Linked DNA regions of Gossypium arboreum: region 1 is linked to region 2. A link is a contact called in public Hi-C data. All regions are on one chromosome and are shown on one strand. The core of a region is the stretch at or near the end of the contact, and the rest is flanking DNA. Distances in the headings are between cores, read along the strand shown. Region 1 holds the start of LOC108476618. Region 2 holds the start of LOC108452648 (transmembrane 9 superfamily member 12).

Region 1 (2,700 bases), core at 48-2,547, 150 kb before region 2:
AAATTAATTTTTATTATTTTTAGGAAGTTAAAATATAATTTTACTTTTACTAATTTAAAATTTTAAAAAATTTAAAGGACCAAAATGACAAAATTTCCATTTTTAGGGTGCGGGGCACCTGCCAGCGTCCCCAAAAATCCGACACTGTCAACAACATTTAAGGCATGGTAAAAGTTAAAACGTAAGAGAGATGGAAGGAAGAGTTAAAACGTAAGAGAGATGGAAGGAAGAGTGAAGTGAGCAGGTGCTAAAAGAAAAGCATCACGACTACTTTTGCTTAGAGATGAAATAGAAACACTCGACACTCCCATCTCTTACATAGCATAAGTCAGCAACACCAACTTGTTGCACTTCAACCTAAGCAATACGACAAATTTTGTTCAAATCTCAGAAAATAAATTGTCTTTAAACACCTTCCTAAGAGGCTCTTTTTACAACTAAGATCTCCGGATTATATTCTCATATTTTACCAATTCTACTTTCATAAAATCAGTGGTTGGTAATCCTTTAAATCTTTGTCCACTTCTCTTTGCAATGACAGGGTTTTATAAAATATATGATAACATCCATTTTTTTTGTTTATTTTGAATGTAAATTTGGGTGACAAGATATCATTATCTATAACATGTTTGAGATATTTTACTAAAGGAAGAATTGTGTTTTGACTCTCCGGCCAACTCAATTCAATGGTGAAAAGCATGGGCTAGATGGCCTTGACCCAATTTAACCCACAGTTTTTTTGTCAAATTCATTCCTCATCGGAAACCAGATACAAACACAACCTGGAAGATTGTAATTACGAACAAAAATCCAAACACCGAATGGCTACTGCCTTCCACGTTTCCCTTCATGCATCCATAGTTCACAAACTGAAACCCACAACGCCCTTCCCCCCGCCCTCCCCACCGTCACAGTCCATTCACTCGGCGACACCTCCGCCCTCCGTACACGTCATGTACTCCATTACCATGTGCATTTTCACTCACCTCTCCGGTAAGCATAGCAATCCCCTCCCCCCTCCCCCCCCACTCCACGCCCCTTTCCCTCTCCTCGATTTCTTCTCCTTGCTTGTCCTGGTTCAAAAGTCTCACTTCCACCCTTTTTTTTCCAGTATCCAGATAATTACAAAACAGCCGTTGTGTCCTTCTTTGGATTGTTCTTACTTTTATTTATCACAATATATATAATTTTTAACACTATTAGTTCCGTGGCCCCCACAGAAACTCCTGGTGGGGTCCTCAGTTCTCTTGTTTCTGTAGGGTATGTTGTATATTGGCCAGGCTTTATTCATCAGCTGTATATATCTGGGGGTAATCTTAGTTTCTGTGTTGAAGACCTGCAAAACTGTAAGAGATTTAGAAGTGTACTAGGAAAGAGAAAATGGGTGAGATTCTGAGTGAATTGAACAGTGTTTCGGTGGAAAACAATGTTGTGAGTCAGAATTCTGATGAGTTTAAAGTGTCGGTGTTTGGAGAACAAGTGTTGGCTGGTCAAGGTGTTCATGTCAATGGGCATAATCAACACGACCAGCAGCTTCACCAGGGCGGTGGTAATAACAACACATTGCTTGCTTTGCAAGAAATCCCTGGAAATTTACCTCCTTTTACAGTTAGTAATGGCGATCCTGTTTTTGGTAACGAGGTGGTGGAAAGGGTGAGGGAGAAACCTAAGCTTATCGTCACTAATGATATCAAACCTCGCCTCCGATGGACTAGTGAACTCCATTCTTACTTTGTTGAAGTTTGCAATCGGCTTGGTGGCCCTCAGAGTCAGTGCTCATTTCCTTGAATTCTCTGCCATACTCTTTTCATTCTTTCCAAATTGTTTTTCCAGTGTGAACATCCCTTTCCTTTCTTAAGAAGACAAACAAAAACAATCTTATGTAAGTGATATATGTTGTATTGGTGGAAATGATCCTTTTTCTGCATATAGTAATCTCAAGAAAATGACTCATAAAATTGCTTGATTTTCTCTTTCAATTGGAAACAACATGCATGTTAAGTGCTGAGCAAGATGTCTAGGGGGTGTTTTTTCCCCTGTTCATCCATATCTAACATGGATCAACTGCTTAGGCTGGCTCAGCGAATTTAGTCCTTTTATGTTGAATAGTTAAATTCTCCTCTAACTGCATTCTGCTTGCTCAACTCTGAAAATTTTCTTTTCCTTTCTTTTTTTTCTTTTCTTGGTATAATGATATATGCTTGTTTCTTTGGAAAGTAACAACTCTTACTACTTTCCAGGCTATTTAAGGAACATGCATAACCTTTGCCGACAAATTTTTAGAGTAATTTAAAATGATGATGGAGAAACTAAATCATCCTCATTTACATAAGGACATGAGCCTTCTCTGAATTTGTCCTCTTTTTTAGAGAACTTGTATGTTTAAAGCATTTAAAGACACTTTGATTTATACGTGATTTTTTCTTGATATAGTTTAAGTTATCTTTTACTGCATGCTGCTAGTTCCCTTTTTTTGTTTGAAACATAAGCTTGTGCAAATGAATATTTCCATAAGTTGCTAATTTTTGGCAGGTAAGGTCAAATTGGATCATCTTGACAAGTTTTTCCACTGAAGATTTTTGCAAAACATATATGTTTTAAGCATTTAAAGATTGCTTCAATTCATATACAACTTCTTTTCCTGATATAGATTTTGTTTTATCTATCTGCATGCTGATAGTTCCCTTTCTTCATTTGAAT
Region 2 (2,700 bases), core at 96-2,595:
AACAATCTCATAACCAGATGCCTTCTTCTTATCAGCTTCGGAGATGACACCCATCCCTTCTTCCCCAGTTCCAATTATCTGCACACCACTTCCCTCATACTCATGAACCAAGACCTTGAACTTGAGATGATTGATAATGTAATCATCATTACTATTTGGTGGAGTAAACCCAACTGGGAATCCAGTCCACTGAATACTAACCCCATTTTGTTTTGCAATCCTCATAACCGGCAAATTGTCTAGAATCATATTCACTTGATATAAATCACGAGTCCTCTGTTTCAAAAGCTTAACTTCATGCTCATTCAAGGGGCTGGTAGTACAAACATAGAGGGACTCGTTCACATTCATTTTAAACCGATAAGGGGAGTTATCAATCTGATCTCCCATGAGAAGCTCACCTAGATTCTCGGCACTTTTCTTTATTCCACCGAGAGGTTCGCAATAAGGGAGACTGTAATAACTAAAGGGAAGCTCGGTTTCAATGGAAGTCAATGAATTAACTTTGGCAACTATCGTATCCGAAGTTGAATACGTGTGCATGTAACTTCCAGGCAGATAAAACCCATGACAAGAATGGGCAAATAGAACCACTAACAGAAAAACCGAGCAGATTCCGGGCATCTTCCTTTCCGAGAAAGCCATGATAATAGCAGATCTTGCAATATACGGTTCGAATCTAAGCTACTATAGACTGAGCATTCAGTATAAGGAGGAAAAATCTACAGACAAACAGGTTTTCAACAATCAGTTTCCACGCAAATTTAACTCAACATTAACTAGCGCAACAAAAGCATTAAAACGATACTGAGATTCCTAAGTACCAAAAAATTAAAAAAAAAAAAAAACAATTTCATTGCATTAGCTTTGAAAGCAGTAGATCCATATACCAAAATGCAAAAAGCATCATTTTTTTTCCTTAAACAACGAAAAGTATTAAACGTTCATATCAATAAAAAAAATCACAAAACAGATCAAAGTACTGAACAAAAGAAGGATTATAAGATTAGATCTAGAACCAAAAACCCATTTAAGTAAAAGGCAGAGAGACAAGAATAGGATAAAGAACCTGAGACAGGTCTAGGGTTCCAGTTGAAAGTGATTCGGCTCTTTGGGAACAGAAAACGCGTAAGAACGAAGCTTCTGCTTCTCTTTGATATATATTTTTTTTCCACTTTGTTTCAGTGGTTTAACTTTAAAGCTAGTAGGAATGAAGCGAATATATTGAAGAGAGCAAAACGGAGGAGAATGGGTAATTTATAAAATTATAATAAAATATGAGTCACAAATCTACCAACATGGGAAGTTTTAATAAATCTTGAATTTATAAATTATGAAATAAGAATTGACAGAACTCTTGTGTGGGGCGGCCTCCAAAACTTAATAGGTTAAATTCTGTTTTTAGTCTCTGTATTTTACAAAAAGTTATAGATTTAGTCCTGTATTTTTTGAATTTTAAAAATTCAATTATCACCAAACTATAGCTAATAGATTCATAAAGTTAAATTCTATTGTTTATAAAATCTAATGTGACAAACTTATTATCATGTGTGTAATGTCATATCAGTTTGTTTTTTTTACATATTACTCATCAAACATCCAGTCAATGGATTATCAACTGTTATTTGTGTAAAAATTGAAACTTCAAGAGTTAAAAACTATAGAGATTTAAAATGATCCAGTTGGAGAATATGGGCTGTAGCTATGATTATACGCATAGTAGAAGATTAGTAATTTAACTTACTCAAACGGATTTAACTGCTAGGACTAAAATTTCAAAAGCCAAAAAGTACGGGATTAAAATTGATCAACTTGAAAAGATAGAGGACTACAATTGATCAAATTAAAATATAAAAACTAAATTCATAATTTTTACAAAGTATAGGGACTAAGAACAACATTTAAACCAAATATATATATTTTCACCGCTCCCATCGTAATTCGGCTAGATCCGCTGGGTTGAATTTTAATGGAGGTGAGATTTTGTTTCCATCAAATTTTGAGATAAATTTCATCTATGATCATTTAACTATTAATAAATTTATATTTTGATCATTTTATTATGGAAAGATTATAACTATTCGAAATTCATCATTTAAGTCACCTCGATGACTTGCTAATAAATAAAGTAGTCATTATTCCTCAAATATATCATTAGTTACCTAATTATTAATGATACTTACAAATTTAATATCTAAATTACTTAAATTATAATTAAAATATCAATTTGATATTTTAAGATTCTTTAAGAAATAAAATCAAAACAAATCCCAAAAATATATAAGAATATAAAAATTCTTAAAATCTAAACATTCACAATTTATTTTTGAAACTATAAAATATTATTTTAAAAACTTATATTTATATAAAATTTCAAAAATTAAAATTCTAAAATAAAAAAACTACATAAATTTTCAAAAATCTAAAAATTGATTTTTTTTTTTTTGTATTAACAGCTACAATTTACTCCACCAATCAGCGATGTTTGTAAACTCTTATCATTCTCTCTTTAGTATTTAGGGACTTTTGGATATTACTCATTTGAACTACTATTTTAATTTTATGCCTCGAAATAAATTTTAAATCAAAAACTAAAACAAATGAATGCTTTGAAATAATTTCTCAGAAAAATAATATTTTGAAGAGAATAATAAATATAAACAAGCATCTTAAGCTTAGCTAAACTTTTCTGCCATAAGA

The links. A called contact is a pair of places that touch in the nucleus more often than the background predicts.
Region 1: a contact with region 2 is called in a Hi-C map of leaf, with 4 times the contacts expected there. The contact joins the promoter of LOC108476618 here to the promoter of LOC108452648 in region 2. A contact is called at or near these places in 3 of 5 Hi-C or Micro-C datasets (all in leaf).

Annotation. Positions count from the first base shown.
Region 1 is chr7:6,526,091-6,528,790 of ASM2569848v2, reverse strand. It overlaps LOC108476618, which reads left to right and starts at 1,297. Exons shown (of 6, transcript XM_017778890.2): 1 at 1,297-1,768. The coding sequence starts at 1,381.
Region 2 is chr7:6,378,684-6,381,383 of ASM2569848v2, reverse strand. LOC108452648 (transmembrane 9 superfamily member 12) reads right to left here and starts at 1,345. Exons shown (of 2, transcript XM_017750453.2): 1 at 1,070-1,345; 2 at 1-722. The coding sequence starts at 645.